Regions from separate parts of the Mus musculus genome. Here all the other regions are linked to region 6. A link is a contact called in public HiCAR-type and promoter capture Hi-C data. All regions are on one chromosome and are shown on one strand. The core of a region is the stretch at or near the end of the contact, and the rest is flanking DNA. Distances in the headings are between cores, read along the strand shown.

Region 1 (3,089 bases), core at 403-2,902, 2.5 Mb after region 6:
TGATTAAATAATATGGCCCATGCAAATGTTCATTTGAAGTCTTTGGAAAAGTATGCTGTACATTTGGCTTAACTTGGAAAAGTACTTGTTTTTAGTATGTTTAAGATTGGAGTCTGGGGGCTGGTGAGATGGCTCAGTGAGTAAGAGCACTGACTGCTCTTCTGAAGGTCCTAAGTTCAATTCCCAGCAACCACATGGTGGCTCACAACCATCTGTAATAGGATCTGGTGCCCTCTTCTGGTGTGTCTGAAGTCAGCTACTGTGTACTCACATATAATAAATAAATCTTTAAAAAAAAAAAAAAATTGGAGTCTGACCAGACCTGGTGGAGCATGCCTTTAATCCCAGCACTTGGGAGGCAGAGGCAGTCATGTCTGTCAACTTCAAGATAGTCAGAGGTACAAAATGAGACACTCCACCCCCAAAGATTGGGAGTCTATAGATATTTCTAAAACAAAACAAAACAAAACAGAAGGGGGGTGTAGTTAGGTGGTGGGGAATGGCAATGTGATAAAGGACATTTTTCCTCAACATGAATTCAAGGGTAGTCACGGGTAGAGAGGCTTAAATTAGAAGCCCCAGAGAATCAGGGAGGATTGTAGAACTCAGACACAGCTGGATTCCATACTGAGCAGCTTACTCAAGCCTGGTGTATGGCTCGCGCCTGTAAACACCAGCACCTGGGAGGCCCAGGCAAGGGGGAGTTCAAGACCATCCTTAATACACGGCAAGTCTGCACTATAAGACTCTACATCATTCACAACTAGTCACCTAGCTTTGTGACTACTTAAGAAAAGCCCTCCTGGCCTCTTCTTGGCCCCACATGGATGGATATTAAGCCCCTCGACTATGTAACAAACGGCTAGCCTGTAACTCAGAGCCTGCTTTCCGAGTCTTGAGATTAAAAATGTGTGTCACTATGCCCGGCTAAACTTTTCTTTGGTAGCCTATATTAACCGCCCACATCGGTGAAAATGCGTAAGAATAAAACTGCCGTCACACCAAGACATGATTTTTGGAGAGGCCTTGTTTGTAAGCTAAGTGAGGGGAGGCATTCGTTCTACGCTGAGATTCGGGTTGCGAGAGCAGTTCCCAGTGCAACCAGACGCTGCTGCAGCACACTTCTTAAGAGGTCGAGCTTGACGCCTGGGATCGGGTAAGGCGAGAATCTGCCTTGGCGGCTTCGGCTCCGGCTGCGGCCACCGACAGGGACTCGACGTCTGTCGGCCCGAACGCTGGGTCGCGCTGGTGGCCGAGGTCCCGGCTGATTCGGATCCAGCCTAGTAACCAGGAAGCTATCTCCGGAGACCATTGCCCAAGCCATGGCCGACGGGTTGAGATCTCCTTGGGAGGATCGGTGGGCCATCCTGTTGGCTTGATCGCCGGCGGACAGCGACACCGAGTTCTGGGCCATCTTCAAACACCGCCTGCAGTGTTTGCTAGACGTATGTCGATCAAACTGGGCCCTCGGCGGCGCCGCAGGTCACTCCAGCCCGCGTCAGACGCAACCGTTACCAACCCCAGTAGCCATTTTTCACGCAACGGCGGAAGGAGCAGCCGCCGGAAACGGGCGCTTGTCCCGCGCGCGTGCGTAGCTCGTCTGCGCTCGCGCACGGCGGGCCTTTACGTCGTGACGTCTGAACGGGAGGACGTGAGTGTTTCTGAGGGTGCGCAGTAGGGTCGGTCGGCCCTGAGCAGGCAGCCTAGGCCTGGGACTGGAACAGCGCGGAGATGGGGGCGGCGGCCGCAGAGGCCGACCGCACTCTGTTCGTGGGTAACCTGGAGACGAAGGTGACAGAGGAGCTCCTCTTCGAGCTGTTCCACCAGGTAAGGGGCGGGCACGGTCCTAGGGCGGCTGTGGCATTCACAGGCCGGGCCAAGGAGCGGAGCGCGCCGAGCCGGAATTCCGCGGCGTTCGGGCCGAAAGTGACGTCGGATGATGGGGACATCTGCGTCTCCACCTTGGAAAAGTCCAGGGATCCGAGGTGGAACCTCAGTACTTGCTTTCCTCTTTCCTGTGTACCGTGCCTTCCCATTTGAGTTCATTGGCCTTTGCCGCATCGTGCAGGATGTGTTTCCGAGTCTATCCGCTTAACTTCCGTGTGAAATTGCAGACGTTAAAGTGTTTTAAAAACTCCATAAACATAACGCAGGAAAGCAGGACTGGCATGCTTAAATCTACCAGTCCTGTACCTTCTTGCTTTAAGACTCAATAGTTGGTTATATTTGAGTAATAGGTGCGGAAGGTTTTTTTTTTTTGTTTGTTTGTTTTGTTTTTGGTTTTTGTAATCAAAATAATCCACTTTGCCTTGTAAATGTTCGTTTCCATGCAGTGGGAAAATGATAGCTGTTGGTTACATTGTTAGGACATCACACAGTCATGTGAGATGGAGATTTTATACTGTACTTCCCATTCTTTGTCAATATTACAAATAATGTCCGAAAAAACTTGCCCCAAATCTCGGTTTCAGTCGGAACTAGAATTATTCTTCCTAAAAGGAAAGTAGATGTCCAGCCCCTGCCTGGACATTTTGTTTTTGATGAGGTCTTGATTATGTACCTTTTGTTTAAAACTTGTGTTCTCTTCTTTATAGTATTTGAGGCAGAGAGCCATATAGTATTTCTTGGTAGCCCTGGAACTCCGAGGCTGACTTAGAGCTGGTCCTCCTGCCTGCATCTCCTGACATCTGACCATACAGGCATGTGCCACCATGACAGGCTTGCATTTCCATTTATTTCTGAAATTTAAATGTCTTCCTGAAATTGCCTCGTTTTAAGTTCTGAATATTTTTCTTCGCAGGCTGGGCCGGTAATAAAAGTGAAAATCCCGAAAGATAAAGATGGCAAACTGAAGCAGTTTGCATTCGTGAACTTCAAACATGAAGTGTCTGTTCCCTATGCCATGAATCTGCTCAACGGAATCAAACTTTTCGGGAGGCCTATCAAAATTCAGTTTAGATCAGGTAATGGCTCGGTATTGTGGTAATAGGGAGAGGGTTTTTGGCTTCTTTTGCTTTCACTTTACTATTCCGTTTGGTTTTTGAATCAGGGTTTGGGGTATTTCTAGGCTAGTTTCAGACTCACTGTGT
Region 2 (3,043 bases), core at 148-2,647, 2.4 Mb before region 6:
TACAGCAGATCCAGTGCTCTCTTCTGGTCTCTATAGGCACCAGCTCACAAGTGGCATATACAAACACACACATATCCGAATAATCTTTGCAGAACATTTTATTTGGGGAAAAAGATTTTTAAAATGGGGGGGGGGGATCCTTACTCTCCTGCTGTAACCACATGAGTGCTTATCTGGGTTCATTTATTTATTACAGAACTGCAGATACACCATAACACGGTTTGAATCTGAACCATGTTCCACAGACTCCTGTTCTCAACACTTGATCCTCGCGCTCTCTGCTTTTGCGCGGCTGCAAGCCAGTCTAGAAACCCCTCTCAGCCTCCAAACCCGCACTCCTGAAGCTTCCCAGACTCCCTTGGACCTATTGGCAGTTCTTTAATGTTTACACCAGGCTGCAGAAATCCAATTGCAGCAACTGTGCTTTGCCCTGATAGGCAGGTTGCTTATTATCTATTTTCTCAGCAGAGTCTTAAGTTTTCGATAGGCAGACATTGCCATCCTCTTTTTTACTCCAGGATTACCATATACACGTGACTTCTAAGTACGTGAAATTCCCGTTTGCTCGGTGGAGGACGCCAAGGAGTTCTCTGCCTCTTTGCAGGCAAAACAGGACGCCAGATGGGAGCAGCCTTACATTTAGACACAAATTAGCAAATCCTGACTGGCAACAAGTTGAAACCAGCTGGACAAGTCCAGAGAAGCAATCAGATGTGGGAGGAGGGCCCTGCTGAGATTCAAGACAAGCGCCTCCCTTCTCCGGTTCTAGGAAGTTTCCCTGCTTCGCGTGGTCTGCACTGCGGGCCTAAGAAGAGTGGGCTGCTGAGGGAGGGAGGAAGGCGCGCCCTGCAGGCCAGGAAGGGCCATCTGCATCACGTGATGGCACCACTGCGCTCCGTGGGACCCCACAGGCGCCGTTTACTCTACTTACCCTTACATCTGTCACCGGGCGGGACCTGTGGCCCAGCCTTTGGAGTTAGTCACCCAACGGTCCTGAGTGGCACCTCCCGCCCCCGTGGGTGTCAGGGAGGAGGGAAGGGACGCCGATGGGAGGGGAGAGAAGACGACACCCGCAGTGGGGAGATGGCCACGTGTGGGGACAGGGACGCGCGGGGACGGCAACGGGCGCTGACCTGGCGGCGAGCTAGTGAAGTTCCGGCCGTCCGAGTCCACCGACTGCAGGAAGAAGTAGCGCACGGGCAGGACGGCGGCGGCCTGCAACCCAGGGCCCCACGCCAGGCTCCGCGGTGCGCTCACGCGCGCCCCGGCCCCCGCCGCCACCAGCAGGGCGAGCTGCAGCCCCAGCGGCAGGGCCTGCATGGTCGCCGGCTCTCAGCTCCGCTGGCCAGGGAGGAGCTGGAGCGCCGGGCCGAGGGGACACCCGAGGGCGGGCCTCTGGCTAGAGCCGCCCCGGGCGGGCCGGGCGCGCGCCCGGACCCCGACTGGCTCGTGTACCGCGCCCAGGCCTTACGCTCCTAGTCATCCCTACACTAGTTGCCTGAGTTTGCCAGTCTGGAGAAAGGCAGGGTGTGCTTGTTTTAAAATTGTTACCTCTTTTCTTTTTCTTCTTCTTGTTCTTCCTTTTCTTGTTCTTCCTTCTTTTCTTCTTCTTCTTCTTCTTCTTCTTCTTCTTCTTCTTCTTCTTCTTCTTCTTCTTCTCCTTCTCCTTCTCCTTCTCCTTCTCCTTCTCCTTCTCCTTCTCCTTCTCCTTCTCCTTCTCCTTCTCCTTCTCCTTCTCCTTCTCCTTCTCCTTCTCCTTCTCCTTCTCCTTCTCCTTCTCCTTCTCCTCCTCCTCCTCCTCCTCCTCCTCCTCCTCCTCCTCCTCCCCCTTTTCTTCTTCTATATTTTATTGTTTCTCCTTTTGAGAAGGAAGTCTCCCTCTGTATCTCAGGCTGGTTTTGAACTGATGACAATCCTTCCACCCCAGCCTCCTCCAGTAGAGGGAAATTAAAGGTGTGTAAGCCAAGCCACCTTGCCTTGTGGAGAAAACTGGTTGAGTTGGGGTTTTCCCTATGTATCTCCTACTGCCTTGGAACTCTCTATATATGTATATAGACTGGCTGATCTTTAACTCACTGTCATCCACCTGCCTCTGTGTCCCAGGTATTGGGATCAAAGGTGTGCACTACACCCAGACAGAAAAGGGTTGGAAACATGGCTTATTATAAATGCACATCAGGGTTTGGTTTCCAGTGCCACAGTGGAACAAGAGGAATAGCTTCCCTGTGAGGAATTCCCCTAGTCTTTGTTCACACACCGGCCCACCTGTTCCGTATATTTGTGATTGGCAGCCTACTACCCTGAAGTCCCTTATCTTTCGGTGTTTCCTGTGTAGGGCACTTGGGCAGCAGAAGGCAGGGTCTGGGCAAGCGTCTCAGTAGAGTTGGGCACCTATCCTTCCCTGCCCACTATGCCCTGGGCACCCCACTCCTGAGCATCAAGAGCCGGGAAGAACAGCCCCACAGCCCCCGTTTGTTCACTCTTGCTAATTATTTTTTCTTTTTATCTGAGTTTTAGGAACTAATTATTCTTCCCAGGATGAGAAATCTGGAAGAATTCATCCTGCAGAATGGGCAGAGATCTTCCTGGTAGATCTCAACCCAGAGCTTATCAGAACCAGGCCCCAGGCTTTAATTGGGCTCCTGAGCATTTTGAGCTCCGGCCCAGGTCACCAACCCAATTACCAATCATAGGCGAGTATAGAGGCCAGCAGGAAGAAATCGGCAGATGCCCATATGCACTCTACAGCGCTGGGGTCTCAGGTTAGCCCCTGGACGTTATAGACAGCGCTCTTTAGACGCATCATTAGGAACTGGGAATAAGTCACTTGTAAATTGCAGGGCAGCAGTGTAGTGTAACTTAGTGTGATTTCCAATGGCTTGTTTCCTGGGGTCGTTTGCATGCTTTGATGGAACGCCTACTCTGCTCTGCTCCAGCTAGCATTTATACATAAATAAATACCACCACACACAATAAATACCCACACACAAAACCTGTGTAAACACATTTTATCTACACCCTGCCAAAATTGAACTTAAATTTC
Region 3 (2,899 bases), core at 303-2,802, 2.6 Mb before region 6:
ACTTGAAAAACAAAACAAAAGTGGGGCTTATGGTTCAGCAGTTAAAAATACTATCAGCTCTTAGAAAGGACCTGGGTTCAGCTCTCAGAACACAACAGACAGTTCCCAACTACCTACAACTTCAGTTTTAGGAGTTTTGACGCCCTCTACTGTCCTCTTCAGGCGCCTGTATGCACTTGGTGCAGATACACAAAGGTGCATATACACATACACACACTTTACCCCAAAAGGGTCTGGGAAGATGATTCAGTGTGCAAAGTGTTTGCATCACAAGAAAGCGTTTAGAGCATCATCCATGTAAAGAGCTAGGCGTGGTGGCCCTTGATTGTAGCCCCAGTTCCATGGATGGGTGGATAGGGTTGAAGGAGTAGAGATGGTGGCTTATTAGCCAGCCATTCTAGTGCAAGGAGAGATAGACCCTGTCTCACAAAACAAACAAAAACAAAACAAAACAAAAAACACCAAACAAAAAGCAGCAGAGAGTCTCAGAGGGAGTTATCTGAGGTTTACCCTTGGCCTACACAGGAGTGCACACAATTACATGAAACAAGTCGACTTGAAGTAAATTGTTCAATTTGTATGTTGTGCCTTTTGTTTTACATCAAGGAAAATTAATGTCACAAGCAGAAAGATCTGCTATCCCCAACTGAAGATTCAAAGTCAGCAAATGGCCTGGCATAGTGCTTTTAATACCAGCACTAGGGAGGCAAAGACAGAAAGATCTCTGTGAGCTCAAGACCATCCTGGTCTACATAGTGAATTCCAGGATAGCCAGAGCTACACCGTGGGACCCTATCTAAAAACTAACCAAACAAAACCTAAGCAAAACAATCCTCCAACTAGCCTTAGCAATGGGTTACACAAATGTGAGAATTATCATGTAATATCAGTTAATGCACTGTTTCTGTTTTGTTTTAATTATTTGGAGACAGGGTCTCCGTCTGTAGTTTTAGTTGTTCAGGGACTCGCTATGTGGACCAGGCTGGCGTCGAACTCATAGAGATCCACCTGCCTCTTTCCTGAGTGTGTCCCATCACACCCAGCCTGCGGGGAGTTTCTTTGAAAGTTGATGTAATCTTATTATTACTCAGTGAAGTTTAGATAGTAATATGTATTTTACTTAGCATCCTACAGAAAAACAACTTCAACATTCTTTTAACGTAAGAAATTGGTTTATTTGTATTATAAATGAATATAATGGGAATTGCTGGAAACATTTACCAACATCCTTTGTCTGGGTAATACAGTCACCTGATCAGGCACGGCAAAGTGAATGGAAAGTCTCGGACTGCACGAAAACTACAGGCATCTGGAGGCAGAAACAACTGGCATCAACAATCAACAGTTTAGCGTGCACCACCTAGGTGTCAAGCCACGTGGTCATTAGTCCTTTTTTTTTTTTTTTTTTTTTTTTTTTTTTGGTCCAGGAGAGCCTCAGCTCAGTCCTCGGGCCAAGCGCCAGGCCCCGCCCTCTGGCTACGGGCCAATCGCCGCCAAGCGCAGCGATCTTGGACTGCTATTGGAGGAGAGGGTCGGGGCGGTGCCCGCCACGACGTCGCAAGCTCTGCGGTGGGGAAGTGGAGGCCGCGGCGCGTCTCTCTGCCCTTGACAGCCTTTCGCGTCTCCATGGCTGCCCTGGTGGCTCTGCACGGCGTCGTCCGCAGGCCTCTGCTTCGCGGGCTGCTGCAGGTGAGCAGGGTCGATTCCGGGGGTGGGCCGGGATCGGGGAGCCCACCAGCCGCCCGCGAGGTCCGTCCTCGTGGGCCACAGCGCTCAGCACCAGCGCCTTGGGGATCGAGTGCCTGCGCCGTCGTGTGTCAGTCCACCTGTCAGTCTGTGCTACTGTCACGCTCCGCATCAGCTGTGCAGCAAAGCTTGGGCCTGACCAGGCGCGATCCCAGACTGCAGAGAGCTGAGTCTCTCTGTAGGCCCAGGAGTTTCTAAGACGTTTTTGTGACCTTGTGATTTCCTTTTCCTTGTTTTTTTGTTTGATTGGTTTGAGTTTTGGGGTTTGGTTTGTATTTTGTTCCACTGGTTTTTCTGTGGAACCCTTGCTGCCCTGGAACGCTCTCTCTCTCTCTCTCTCTCTCTCTCTCTCTCTCTCTCTCTCTCAAGATCAGGCTGGCTTCGAGCTCATTGGTCTTCCTCCACCTGCAGAGTGCTGGGATTAAAGGCATGAACCACCACCTGGCTAATCATTGGTTTAATTAATTGTCTTAATCAGAGCTCAGGCACTATATGGCAATCAGAAGATTGTCTTAAAACTAACAAGATGGCTACTGAGACAGTACAAGAAATAATTTTTATTTGAAGTGAGTGCCTCGCTTCTGATGGTTGTGTTCGGCGAACACTTTGTACTTTCCAAAGGTGACATTCTAGACTTTGTCGGTCAGTCTTTAAGAGTCTGGAGTTAGGTTTGCGTGGTTTTGTTTCTGAGAAAATCAGGGTTCGCCGAAACGGGTAGTTCTGGCAATAGGAGCTGAAAGAGAGCATTGCTCTGCAAGAGATTGTGAAAGAATAATTGAGGGCCCGAGGCTTGGAGCTGGAAGCTGAGGGCAAACAAACTATAAAATGAATCTTACTTGAGTTGCTGCTCGGGCAAGAGGAGCTTGAGATCAAGGATTTCAACCCACGTGGGCAATTTGGAGATACCCAGTCTCCGAAAGATAAAAAAACAATAAGTACTGGGTGACTGCAGTAATAGGAAAGCCAGAGGGATAGTCTATTTTCTCATCTGGAGATGGGCAGAACCTCACTCGTAAAATAAGTGTTCCCGGGGCTGGAGAGATGGCTCTGTGGTTAAGAGCACTGACTGTTCTTCCAAAGGTCCTGAGTTCAATTCCCAGCAACCACATGGTGCCTCACAACCATCTGTAAAAAAAGGAATCTGATGCCTTCT
Region 4 (3,298 bases), core at 261-2,760, 2.4 Mb before region 6:
TTTTTTTGAAATCTCCAGCAATTAACTGTTGCGTTGCACTTGAGCTGATAATTGAACCTACATGGTGGGAAGAGGAAGGGCCGGAGCTGTAGCTCAGGGAAAGAGTGTTTGCCTGACACTTCCAGAAGAATCGCAAAACAACAGCAATAACAATAACGATAAGGAAGAGACTAGGGGTTAACCTTGCCCAGCTTCTCTCAAGTTCTGAGGCTATAAGACTGGCCCTAAGAGTATTTGCATTGTGAAAACTATCAAATGTTTTAAATCGGTATTTATGACTTTTTCTAGTTGACTTAAGATTTAAGGATCTATGGCGATGTGTTAATGATGCAAATTAAAGGTGTAGCGTGTGCATTGCCATTCTGTCGTGACTAGCACAGCAACGCAGAAACGATCCCGAGGAACAAAGGCACTTCGTGAAAGGAGAAAGAAGACCAAAAAGCCTTGGCACGTTCAACTATACTAAATGTTGCTAGTGTACTAAATGGCAGGTCAGGTAAATGTGCATGAGTACAGTCAAAAATGAGAGAGAGAGACCTAACTGCTGATTACCAGCAGTGGAGCCGCAGAGCAAAAGACCGAGGTTGTTGAGGAATTGACAAAGTAGGCTCTGGGCTGTTATGTGGAAGCAGGGACACAGTAGCCAGAAGATGAGGCTGGACTCAAGAGGGCTTGTCTTTTTTAAATATGAGGCACTAAAACGTGAAAATATTGTTAGAGAAGGAGAGATGAAAGGCGCAGGAGAGGGTAAAGGAAACTTATGATTCAGAGCAGAACCGTTTGCTATGAGGCTTCAAACCACGTGGGAAATACTTCAATTCTAAGACCCAAGGAGCACAAGGAAACCATTGCTTAAGTCAGGACTTTACTACACCCAGGTGCGAACTGCCAATTAGGAGAGGACTACCAGCCAGTCTCAAACCAATAGCCCTGTGCTGGGATTCAGAGGGAGCCCTGCAAGTGGACACCCTTGTCCTGTGGTTTCCTCCAACTCCAAACCCGTATTCCCGTTCTCTTTACTAAATTTTATTTTTTTCAGCAAATGTGTCTTCACGATTTTGCTATTCCTCTTTACCTATACATCTTGATACTGAGGGACAAGACAGAAATCCTAAGCATGTACCCTTTAGAATGCTCCCTCCATCTCTAAATATTTTAGGGAGAAAAATCTAAAACCACATACTGCATTTAACAGGGTGGAGGAAACCCAATGCGAGAGGTGGGTTAGCAATATCCCCGAAGCTGCAGCTCCTGAGTTAGGGCGAGGCTGGAGTGGGGGTTGGTGAGGTAGAGGAAAGCTTTTCCATCACAGCAGAGCAACTGTGCCAGGAGAGGGGTTTGGGGAACAGAGCATGGAGAAGGATGGTAGCATACTAAGATCGTGAGTATTTAGCGTCTTTCAGCAGGCCAAGATCAAACCAGACACCAGAGCAGAAAGGAGCTGGGGAGGGAACATGTCCCTTGACTTGCCAATCTCTGTCGCTCTCCGCTGTTTCCTTGGTAACGACTTAGTCAGTCGGAAATGACTTAATAGCTCCTTCCCTAGCAACCTTCTTAGGCCCCGCCCCCAACCCTGACCATTCTCACTTTGATGTTTGTTCTGGTAGAAATCTCGCTCTCTTCCAGTCTCAGTGCCATAGAGGCAGAGGACTTGAGAAAGGAACTCAGAGAGATCTCGGGCATGTGACGGGCCTTGCTGAAGGCCTAAGTAACATGAGGTCTCAGACTAACGCTATTTCTAAATTTAAGCTCCTTAGCCTGACACGGGTTTTAAATAGAGGACTTCACAGAACCCGAAAGCACACTGCATATTTAATGCATGCTTTATTGACTTGAATGTTGAATATCCTGCACGCCGACATTACCTCAATGTCAGAGTGTAACAATGTAAAATGAAGAGTATTCAGACCTGCCCAGTTCTATGTTCTTGCATGGAACATAATTTGTGAGGAAGATGAACTTCTAGGAAAATATTTTCCTTACATACTAAATGCATTTTTACGGGGGGTGGGGGCGGAATCTCTGTAGGAAATTCGGTGACAAAGTGAATGTCAAGACCTTCAAAATTATCACAGTTTCCATAAACAGGGCCTTGGGCTTTGGTTCTCCTTCAAGACACTGTGGCCATGCGTAGAGAGAATACTTGTGTGTTGTATGGATGCATCACCTGTCAATTAAAAAGTCTGTGGCCTATGGCTTAGGCAGGAAATGGGAGGTGGAACATCCAGGAGGCAGAAAGGATTCTGGGATAGAGTCCCAAGGGAGAATAGCCCGGGAAGATGTGAGGAGACCGACTCATGGTGCCTGAGCATTGATAGCCAGCCATGTGGCAAAATGTAGGTTAAAATAATGGGTTTATGTCGATTATGTAAGTTATGATCTAGTCAGAGAAAACCCTGGCTTTATGGCCAAGGTATTTGTAAATATATTTTGAGTCTAAGTCTTATTCCTGGGAGCATGAAGCTGGGAGTCAGAACCAGCCACGTGTTAGCACACAGATAGGAGTAAATTTTTTTTTTTTCGAGACAGGGTTTCTCTGTGTAGTTTTGGCTGCCCTGGAACTCACTTTGTAAAAAAAAAAAAAAAAAAAAAAAAAAAAAAAAAAAAGGATTAATTTTCTTGTTTTTGTTTAAATTTTTTTTCCATAAGGGTTTTTTTTTTTTTTTTCCAAGGCAGGGTTTCTCCATGTAGTCCTGGCTGTCTTGGAACTGCAAGGGGAATTGGGGGCAGGGCACAGACCCTCTCCAGCGTTGCAGACTGGGTGTTTTAGGCAAGGGATTGTGGGCTGTGGTTAGGACTTTCCCTCAATCAGCCACAGTCGAGATTTTAACATGTCTTAAAATTTGGGATTATAGTCAGGCATGGTGGCACATGCCTTTAATCCCAGGCAGAGGCAGGCCAATTTCTGAGTTCGAGGGCAGCCTGATCTACAAAGTGAGTTCCAGGACAGCCAGGGCTATACAAAGAAACCCTGAAAAAACAAAACAAACAAACAACAACAACAACAAAAACCTCAATGCTGGGGCTGGCGAGATGGCTCAGTGATTAAAAGCGCAGACTGCTCTTCCGAAGGTCCTGAGTTCAAATTCCAGCAACCATATGGTGGCTCACAACCATCTGTAACGAAATCTGATGCCCTCTTCTGGAGTGTCTGAAGACAGAAACAGTGTACTTACATAATAATAATAATAGTACAAAATTGGGATTATAATACTTCAGTTGTAGGACATTTACCCAGAAGGCATGAACCCCCATGCTCTTCCACTGAGAAAGCAAACAATCAAACTCGGATCACAAA
Region 5 (3,236 bases), core at 37-2,536, 2.5 Mb before region 6:
TTGAGCCTAAGAGGCTCTTGTTCCCTACAGAACAATCCCTTTTATTCTTTCACAGGACAAACAACGAAAACAGTCTTTTCCAGAGACAGTATCTCCCGACCAACCAGTGGTCTATGAACAAACCCTTTTCGAAAATGGAGGAAAACGAGGGCTAGAACGTGTGCAACCAGAAGTCAGTCGTCGTACCTCCTAAATATTTGCTCAAGAACACGACACGCTGCCGTTCTGAAATATGCAATTGGCGTTTCAAGCCACTATGGTGGGCCAGGGGTGTGGGGCCCTCCCTGTGTCCCAAATTCCCAGTGCTAAGGTCGGGTTATGGGTAAGGGCGTCGGAAAGTCTTTCCACAAGGCTGGGCGGCCGGGGAAGCGGGGGTCCCCCCGCCTTTTCCTTTATCAGTCCCGGCTCTTGACAAGGGAAAGGGTAGGGGACACGCAGCCTCGTCCATCACGCAGGCGACACTCCTTCAGGTGTCCCAGCGGGCCTGGCTGTGCCTCGGAATCCAGGCCCCAGGTGTTCCCCGCCGAGCTTCTTTCTCCCTTCGGCTGCCCCCATCGCGCAGCAGGAGGAGAAGGGACATCCCTACACCGAGGAGCTTCGACTGTCCCAAGGCGCCGAGGGACCGAGCCTCTCCGCTAGTCTGAACTTGGACGGGAGCAGACCACTCCTCAGAGCTTCCCCACCCCGAGCAGCCCTCCCCCTCAGCCCCTGGTCTTTCCGTCCCCTCAGCCCGGGTCCGATCACCCGCCCTCCCAGGCCGCCGCTTACCCAATACCAGCCTGGCTACATCCGAGGGTAACAGCATGATCCGAGCTGCACAGGGAGCGGCCTGAAGGGACGAGACTCAACTCAAAGCAAACACGGCGACAGCCCCGGCGCCGCCGCATCTCCCGGTTCCACTGGAGGTGCTGAACCCGCGGCAATTTGTCCCGCCTCTTTCGTGCCACACTAACCAATCGCTTCCGCGGGAGACAGAAAGGCGCCGAAATGAAACCCGCCTCCGTTCTCCTCGGAACCGTCGTCATTTCCGTCTGCGGAGGGTTGTGGCCAGAGAGGACCTGGTGGCCGGCTGTGGGAGCGTCGGCCCCTGGGCGGAGTTGCGGGAGCGAGGGCAATCGCCATTGGTGCGCACTGCGCAGGCGCGTTTCCTCAGGCCGGGAGACTGTTTTGAGGGGAGCGAGTGTTTTGAGTTGGAGAGCGCGTGATGCCTACGCGCAAGCGCAGTCGTGCGGCGGCGCATGCCGACTTCTTCCTTTGGGGCACCCGTGCCTTACCAACTTGCTGCTTTATAGAGCCGGAAGCGGGAAGGCGTGCGTACAGAACCAGCTGCTAGATCCGTGCACGCGGGAAAAGGCGAAGCGACCTGGGTTTGCATTGGCAGGCAGAATGCAGCGGTAGGAGCGAGGGACGAACGCTCGGGGACTTCTGTGAGGGGAAAATTCTCTTCTGAGCCCATCTTTCCTCAGCTTCCGAATGGCTCTTACCCCTTCTCTGCAGAACGGCCGTCATCTTCTCCCTCTTTCTGCAGACCCTAGATGGAGTGAGCCTAAATCTTCCCTTCTGCACGTCCCTCTTTCCTATCTGTCATCTTAAGGGTTCTGGTCGATCTAGATTTTTTAAATCTCATACTTTAGTCTCAGAGCGTTTATTTATATTTAAGCTACAGGTTTGCACATGTTCGTAGTTAAGAGCACTGGCCCTTGGAAATCACAGTCTCGTATTCTCATTGTCAGTTGTATTGCCTGTGTTGTCTGTAGTAGGTAAGTGGCAGCCACTCTGAGCCTTTGAAAATGTTTAACCTGCGCTCCTTCCCCGGTCCCACCCCCGCCACCTGGCACAGATAAGTAGACAGCTACTTTTTCAAAGCGACAATGTGATAGGAAAAACTGTGTTAGCCGAGGAAGGACTGGTTCTGTGGAAACTGAGCCTGAAAGAATCGACTTTGCTGCTAGATCTTGCCGGGTGTAAATTCTTCTGCAAGATGGTAGCGAAGCTTTCAGACAGAAGGAAGTGCATGGAAAGGCACAAAGTGTAACGAGCTCTTGTTATTGAGTGATACAGATTTTGCAAGTTTCCAGTGTATTGAAGCCAGAGGAAGGGATGAGAGCAAGAAGAGGAGGAAAAAAACAGTCATCAAATAGATTTATAAAGCGATCGTAAGAGAAGACAGTAACAGGATGACAGTTATACTGAATATTTGCTGTGTGTGTGTGTGTGTGTGAGAGAGAGAGAGAGAGAGAGAGAAAGAGAGAGAGAGAGAGAGAGAAAGAGTGAGATAGTAAGAGAGAGAAAGAGAAAGTAGGTGTGTGGTGGGGGAGAGGGAAACAGAAACGGAAACGAACTCCTTAAAGTAGATACTGGTATCATTTTCTCATCTAGCATCCAGAAAACAGGTGCCAGTTTAACCAACATGTTGCAGGTTGGATAACTGTTAATTGAATGGACCTGGATCCGAACAATACAGCCTGACCATAGAACCCACCCTTTTGCAACCCAGGCTAGCCCCTAACTCACAATTGTGCTGCCTGAGCCTCCCCTAGGCCTGCAATACCTGACTGAGCCCCAGTGCTTTTTACCACTAGCCAAGACTAACATGCCACAGGTGGGGTTATTTCTGGGAAGGGGAGATGTAATTATTGTCAAAATGCATCAACTTGACTGAACCCTCAAAAGGAAGATTTGATTTGTCTGTTCAGGGGCTGTTGCTTAGGAAGCTTTTTTAGTTGAATGTTGGGAGCTGAACTATGTTACTTGTTTTAATGTCTCAGCATTTGTTCACTTGATAGCTCTCTTCATCTAGTTGGATAGCTTTGGTTCTGCCACCCACCACTATTTGGTTGGTTGGTTTGTTTGTTTTTGAGTCAGGGTTTCTCTGTTGCCCTGGCTGTCCTGGAACTCTTTCTGTAGACCAGGCTAGCCTTGAATTCAACAGATCTACCTGCCTCTCTCTCTTTCCTTCCCTCCCCCTCCTCCCTCCCTCCCCTACTCCCTCTCCCTCCCTCCCTTCCTCTCCCTCTCCTCTCCCTCACTGCCCCCCCCTTTCTGCCTCTTTCTGCCATTCAGTTCATTCAGATCTTGCATTTACTTAATTCATAACAATTTAATCTAAATGATAAACTGTTGTAATTTGGGGGGGGGTATGAGCTTCTTTAGCTCAGTGTGGCATTGATCTCACTGAGGGTGACCTTAAACTTCTATCCTCCTTTCTTTACCTTCCCACTGGTATTGGGATTACA
Region 6 (2,914 bases), core at 103-2,602:
CCTTTAATCTCAGCACTCAAGAGACTGCCTAGTCTACATGGCAAGTTACAGGCTATCTAGGGCTACATAGTGAGATGATGTTTCAAAAACAAAAAAAAAAACAACAGTCCCAAAACAATAAAACACTAGGGCCTAAGAGATGGCTCATTGGCTAAAGTTACCTACAGCAACCACCCCTAGGACTCACAGAGTGGAAGGTGAGAACCAACTCCCACATCCTGTCCTCTGACTTCTTACACAAAATAAAAAGTAATGTGTGTTATAGTGTATTTCCAAAATTGTTGGTTTTTGATACTTAGATTGGCTCAGATTTGGCACTGGTGGGCCCCTTCAAGCTGGCTTCTGACATATTCTTCCTGTTGTATACAAGGAATCCCCTGGTTTACTCATATTAGATCTTTCAAGAGCATCTTATACTTGCCCCCGCTGTCATTACTCCCAAACGAGTTGCGTTTCTTTTAATGGACAATGGGTACCCAGGAACCAAGGTCTGGACACACATAATATATTTCAAGATATTAAAATGTTGTGTTTACTTAGGTCACCATATGGAAGACTGGTGTGATGGGTTATAATTAGAACTCTAGCATTACCTGTGTGACGTTGGCAACTCCCTTCATTCTGGCAGCCTGCTGCGTCATCTGGAAACAAATCGGATTAGATACTTTTTAACCGTTTACAAGTTCCCAAAGCGTTTTAGGATAATACCGGGTCACCTCTCCACAGAGACATGCTCAACTAACATGCTCAACCTACATTTCAGAGGTTCCAGACTCCGAAGCCCATTAGCAATTCCAAATTCCGGGCTTAATCATCTCTGGGGTCTCTTTAGCGCTGACATTTTTTTTTTTTTTCTGCAAGTGACCGACTGCTGTGAGTAGGAATTTAGACGTCAAAAAGTGGAGAGACTTATTTAGTACTGACAAGGGAGCTAAAATGAACACAAAGAAAAGAGGCTGTGAGCAATGCATTGCTCAGCCACGGTGCTCCTCGGGCTCCAAATTTAGCGCTGCAGTCCGCTGAAGAAGAGGTTTTGGCGGGAAGGGCTGCCCCGGCGGAGAGCGCCCGCCAGGCGACCCTCCAGGAGACTGGCCCAGTGCATCCTCCGCACGGCCCACCAGGGCTCGCTCTTGCGCTTCTGCTGGAAGGCAGGAGGAGCGGGGCGGGGCGGACGGCGACCCCGCCCCCGGCCGCGACGCCCTCCTCAGCCTTCTCAGGCCTCGCCGCGGCCGGAAGCCTCGTGCCCGCCCGACCCGCGCACCGCCCCTCCCTCCCGCCCCCGACGTCGGCGCGGCTGCGGTAGCCATGGTGACCGGTGGAGGCCCGCCCCCGCCCCCTGCCCCGGCCCCCTGACGTCGGCTCACGTCAGCGCCGGCGCGCGCCTGGCTGGGCCCTGTGGGGCGGGAGGGAAGCAGCGCCGGAGCGAGAGCCGCGGCCGTCGCCCAGAGCCCAGGCGCGCCGCCCGACGCCCTCCTGCCCGCTCCGTGCCGCTTCTTGCCGGCCAGTTCGTTCGCGTTCCCGTCGCCGTGTCCTGCAGCGGGGGCCAAGCATGGTCATGGCGGATGGCCCGAGGCACTTGCAGCGCGGGCCAGTCCGGGTGGGGTTCTACGACATCGAGGGCACGCTGGGCAAGGGCAACTTTGCCGTGGTGAAGCTGGGGCGGCACCGGATCACCAAGACGGAGGTGCGGCCCCGGGGTTCGGCGGGAGCGTGGCGCGGTTGCGCCCCGGGCGGGGGACGGCGGGCCTGGCACTGCGGGGACCGCGGGGTGCAGGTCGAGTGTGTGTGGGGTGTCCCCGGGAAGCCACACAGGCTTCCGTCCCGACTCTCCCACCCGGGAACCTGGTCTGTGGCCTCGGCTCCTGAGCACAAGTTCCGCGTCTTCCCGGCTTTCGGCTGGGGGTGGGGTGGGAGGGGAAGTCTCTGTGCTCCGGGGCCGCGCGGGGACCAACGTCGCCGGCCGGAGAAAGGGGACCAGCAGCTCCCAGGCTCGGCGGACGCGGAGCGCGGCCCGGACCAAGCCCTCCTCTTCTGCCCGGCGAGGAGGGGGTGACGCGGACCGGACTGGTGCGGACGGGCCGCTGTCCATCTTCTCTGGGCCCGCAGGGTCTCTGAAACGGTTCTTTGGCTGGCTTGATCACTTGCAGGAGGTATAGCAAATACACCAGACAATAGAGCTGGTTAAAAATGGTCATCTCAGCTCTGCACCGTTCTCTGGGGTTGTCCCTTTACCAGGTGTGCATGCTGGCTGCGAGCACGCATTCCTTAAGCCACATCAGATGGACTGTACTCAGCTCTCGACAGCGTCCTGACATTGACTCTCCAGCATCCTCCCTCCGTGCACTGTACATATTTTCTCCCCAAGTCTGCGTTCTTACCTAGCCCACCCTCTTCCTTCCATTGCCTCAAGCTGCTCTCCTCGGGGTCTCTATTTTAAGACGTGCAAATTAAATACCTTGGAAAAAAAACGATCGAAACAAAACCATTTCTTAGTCTACAACCTAGTGGTTTTGACGTACTCTATTCTGCCTTGTGATTGCCACTTGAGTTTCACCGATTTTCAGTTTCTCTCCCCAGTTTTCATCCTTTTCGGGTTTTTTTCCTACTATGTTCTTAAGAACGTTCTAATCTTTGACTATAGGACCTCCACCCCCACCCCCTGCCCAGGATGACTTACGCTTATGTAAGGTAAAGGGCATTTAAAAGCCTTACTGTTTTCTTAGCAGTTGTACTTAAAAGTTTTGCTTCATGTCCATTTCCATAAAGAAGGAGGACATGTCTAACATGTCTTCACTTTTTGTTTTGCCTCACAAATCCCTGACACACCACTTAAATCTTTCTTCTTTAGGGCATCAGTACCAAGGTCAAAATTTTTCCTTTCACAAATTTACCAGTGTTATGAATCTAGATTGCT
Region 7 (3,212 bases), core at 676-3,175, 2.3 Mb before region 6:
ATAAAGAGGTCCTCTATACCCTTTATCTATTTTCCTTCATTTGTCATATTTTACATAAGTCTAATACAGTACCAAAGAAATTCCCTTGAAGGAATTTAAAATAAATCATATCACTAAGACTACAGCTTGTAAAAATATCACATGCTAACAGACTGTGCCACTGGAGCATCTAAGACTATCATTTTTTTAAAATTAACTAATTAATTTTACATCCCAATATCAGCCCTCCTCTCAAAGCTCATCCCCCACTCTCCCCTTCTTCTCTGAGAAGGGGGCACCCCCCACCGCACTCCCACACATCAGTCACTGCAGGACTAGGTACATTCTCTCTCACTAAGGCCAGACAAGGCCAGGATCCACAGGCAGGAAACAAACTCAGGGACAGCTGACTATAATTTTAAAAGGGCCAAGTTGATCCCTAAGTGTGAGCCCACCTCTCTCTCTCTCTCTATTTCCTAATGTTGCCATGCTGTCCCCTCATGTATAATGTCGCCCTTCTCTTTACAGACAAGGAACATCCTACTCTGAGCACTACAGTTTGGGAGTGTGGGGATTGTGTATGCTTTGAAGCTGGCCCTAAGTAGATCTATGTCCTTCTCTGAATGGGGTGACACCCCGTGTGGCCGACGTGCATATGTGTGGGCACTCACGGGTGAGTGTGAACACACTGCTTTCAGAGTGAATGATTGACTTTTTACTGACTGATTGGAAGGGACGGAGCCTGTGTGATGAGATCTCCATTCTCAAACTTTAAACACCATTGCCCCCGCCCTTCCTAGAGAGCCACATAGGAGAAAAAATGAAGAGGGAGCTTTGGGCTCAGTGTCTTCTGTCTCTGCAAAGACTAAGGAGGGTTCCATAATTGGAAGTTTGTCCTTGGAGGCGTTTCTTTTGGGGTGAGGAAGAGGAGGGCGGAGGTGGGAGGGACTGATTGGAATTGGGAACCTGAATGACTTCACCAAGCCAGCTCTCTAAACTCCAGCTTATGCCTACATTGCAGCCTGTGTGCTATCTTGGATTTCCTCCCACACTTCACTGCAGAAGACTTGAATAGGTCTGTGGGTTCGTACTCCAGCAGGGAAAAAAATAATAAGTTAATTTATGCTCCCAAGAATCATTTCTGGACGTAATTTGCTAGTTTCTTATCCCGTCCTCACCTACAACATTGTATTTATTAATAAGGCCATTGGTTGGATCCCGTAGAAACTCCTTCTTACAGCACCACACCACAGCCAACCCCACGTGTCTAAGTCCCATTCACCCACACAGGACCCTCTGGCAAGTTCCTGGATCTCCCTCCTGTTCTGGGCCTCTAGCTTGGAGGGAACAGCTGCCAGGATCCAGTTCTAGGGAGTGCCGTACAATAACTCACGTGCCCTAAAACGGTCCGACCTTATCCCTAGTAGCCTATGACGCACCTGAGCCTCTACTATGCCTGAACCCCTCCCAGCTGAGGTTAGCCCAGGTGTCCTGAACAGGCGGGGACCCACGCACCGAGAAATGCAAAGAACGAGCGACTTTCTCCCTCCTCCCTGCGGAGTCCTGGACTCCCAGCCAAGTCGCTGGGGATGGAGAGCCTGGAGAGAGCACCCGGGAGGCATCTGGAGACCCACTGAAACAACGTCTTCGTTCCCTCTTGCCACTCCAAGCAGCACCTGCATAGGGTCCCAGCAGGTGTCCCTGGGTTCCCTCGGAAACCAACAGGATGCAGGCCCAGCCCAAGAGGAGGAGTTCGCTTCGTACCTGATCCTGTCCTTCTCTGCCCTCCGGAGTTCCTCATTTCTTTCCAGTACCTGGAGGATCTTCCTGGCTTCTTCCTCGTTTAGGAAGCTGAAATCAAACCCCTGAGGAACTTTCGTCATTTTCTCTCCCGTGTGCGAGTTATGTGTACTTAAGCTCCTTGGCGCCTCCTGTTACAAAGCCATTTTTCAAGATAATGAAGACTAGTTTTCCCGAACTTGATCCCATAGCCCATAATAGCTCCGCGCCTTTGAAAAGCTAAAACCACAAACCTCGGGACCAGCCCACACATACAGGGCTCCTTTTGACAACACCTTAATGACATGTTTCTCTCAACCTGTCCAACCGAGATGCAAAGTGAGTGACTAAATGGAGAAAAGGAACCAATCGCATTTGGGGGGCGGGGCGGACTTTGCAGCGTCTCTTCCCACCCCCCACCCCCTTCCCACCCTCTATGTGACTTGTTAAGCAAACAAGCCTACATAATTCTGTCTCTAAGGAAGGCTTGCCCTTGAGTGTTAGCCCCTAAGTATTTGCTTGGCTGTTGCTATTTGCTGGAAGAATTTGAGCTTGTCTAGAAGAAAGACGAAGAAGGAAAAAGATTCACGACTAATCCTGTCTTTCAATGATTGAGAACAGGAGAACTGGTAGGAGCTTGCTAGAGTTAGTAGAAGTGTTATCTTATTTAAAAGACCGGGGAAGCCTAAACTCACTTTATCTCAGGCTTTGGCTCAGAGGGACTCACAGAAGGACTGGCATTAGGCTACCTTTGGAAATTGAATTATTTGCCAAACTTGCCATCACCCCACACACACACACAGTCCCATTGTCTCATAGAAAGTCATTCTCAGACTTTGAAAAGCCCCACTGACAGTATTTTAGAAAGCGAATCACAATCCCGTGCAACCACAGAAAGTGCTTTTCCTAGAAAGCCAATTATTCCATGACATAGTGAAGTCAGGTATTTCCAAGGATGTGCATACATGTGCTTTGTTTTTTTTTGTTTTTTTTTTTTTTAAGATAAATGTCTTTCCAGAAAACTTGTTTCTCTACATAAAAACAATTTGTCCGGTGGACATACATTCCCCCAATACCCTTAATTTAGTCCTTTCTGCTGTGATTTTGATGGTCACTAATATCTACAAGGTATGTCCACAAATACCATCTTTTCATGATAAATAAACCAAACTGGGTTTCACTCCTCTAAAGGAAAAACAGTCAAAACTATAAAGAATGGTTGCTTTTGCTGCTGGTCCCTTGTCTTATCTTTGGTATGTCTGAAGAAACAGCCTTTGAAACAACTTTTTTGTGGGCATCTATTAGCTGCAAGAAGTGGGGATCCACTCTATAACATACAACACAGAACTCCCTCATAGATTGTCTCTATGTTAATGATGGCAGTTTGGAAGTCTGTCATGTACACACTGTTCAGGTATTCTTGCATGTTCCTTTACTAGGTATATGGACTGACC

The links. Promoter capture Hi-C pulls out the DNA fragments that hold promoters and counts their contacts. HiCAR-type assays count read pairs that join an accessible place to other places.
Region 1: a promoter capture Hi-C map of erythroid cells shows a contact between it and region 6, with 14 times the contacts expected there. The contact joins the promoter of Rbm7 here to the promoter of Sik2 in region 6. A contact is called at or near these places in 2 of 39 promoter capture datasets (erythroid cells and pre-B cells).
Region 2: a contact with region 6 is called in a HiCAR-type map of astrocytes, with 6 times the contacts expected there. The contact joins the promoter of Poglut3 here to the promoter of Sik2 in region 6. A contact is called at or near these places in 2 of 39 promoter capture datasets (hippocampal neurons and liver) and 2 of 115 datasets of contacts at active chromatin or transcription factors (astrocytes and embryonic stem cells).
Region 3: a promoter capture Hi-C map of erythroid cells shows a contact between it and region 6, with 24 times the contacts expected there. The contact joins the promoter of Acat1 here to the promoter of Sik2 in region 6. A contact is called at or near these places in 3 of 39 promoter capture datasets (erythroid cells, liver and pre-B cells).
Region 4: a contact with region 6 is called in a HiCAR-type map of astrocytes, with 6 times the contacts expected there. The contact joins the promoter of 4930550C14Rik here to the promoter of Sik2 in region 6. A contact is called at or near these places in 2 of 39 promoter capture datasets (hippocampal neurons and liver) and 1 of 115 datasets of contacts at active chromatin or transcription factors (astrocytes).
Region 5: a promoter capture Hi-C map of erythroid cells shows a contact between it and region 6, with 33 times the contacts expected there. The contact joins the promoter of Atm here to the promoter of Sik2 in region 6. A contact is called at or near these places in 4 of 39 promoter capture datasets (erythroid cells, hippocampal neurons, liver and 1 more) and 1 of 115 datasets of contacts at active chromatin or transcription factors (astrocytes).
Region 7: a promoter capture Hi-C map of liver shows a contact between it and region 6, with 2.6 times the contacts expected there. The contact joins the promoter of Exph5 here to the promoter of Sik2 in region 6. A contact is called at or near these places in 2 of 39 promoter capture datasets (hippocampal neurons and liver).

Annotation. Positions count from the first base shown.
Region 1 is chr9:48,493,893-48,496,981 of GRCm38.p6, reverse strand. Rbm7 (RNA binding motif protein 7) reads left to right here and starts at 1,652. Exons shown (of 5, transcript NM_144948.5): 1 at 1,652-1,827; 2 at 2,801-2,963. The coding sequence starts at 1,732. It overlaps Gm5617 (predicted gene 5617), which reads right to left and starts at 1,639. Exons shown (of 1, transcript NM_001004191.3): 1 at 1,007-1,639. The coding sequence starts at 1,414. The coding sequence ends at 1,061.
Region 2 is chr9:53,382,377-53,385,419 of GRCm38.p6, reverse strand. Poglut3 (protein O-glucosyltransferase 3) reads right to left here and starts at 1,397. Exons shown (of 8, transcript NM_212445.2): 1 at 1,134-1,397. The coding sequence starts at 1,320.
Region 3 is chr9:53,609,003-53,611,901 of GRCm38.p6, reverse strand. Acat1 (acetyl-Coenzyme A acetyltransferase 1) reads left to right here and starts at 1,552. Exons shown (of 12, transcript NM_144784.3): 1 at 1,552-1,689. The coding sequence starts at 1,627.
Region 4 is chr9:53,403,498-53,406,795 of GRCm38.p6, reverse strand. It overlaps 4930550C14Rik (RIKEN cDNA 4930550C14 gene), which reads right to left and starts at 1,510. Exons shown (of 9, transcript NM_001376944.1): 1 at 1,184-1,510.
Region 5 is chr9:53,534,721-53,537,956 of GRCm38.p6, reverse strand. It overlaps Atm (ataxia telangiectasia mutated), which reads left to right and starts at 1,286. Exons shown (of 63, transcript NM_007499.3): 1 at 1,286-1,394. Npat (nuclear protein in the AT region) reads right to left here and starts at 910. Exons shown (of 18, transcript NM_001081152.1): 1 at 769-910. The coding sequence starts at 805.
Region 6 is chr9:51,007,511-51,010,424 of GRCm38.p6, reverse strand. It overlaps Sik2 (salt inducible kinase 2), which reads left to right and starts at 1,352. Exons shown (of 16, transcript NM_178710.3): 1 at 1,352-1,684. The coding sequence starts at 1,550.
Region 7 is chr9:53,300,383-53,303,594 of GRCm38.p6, reverse strand. Exph5 (exophilin 5) reads right to left here and starts at 1,925. Exons shown (of 6, transcript NM_176846.3): 1 at 1,744-1,925. The coding sequence starts at 1,862.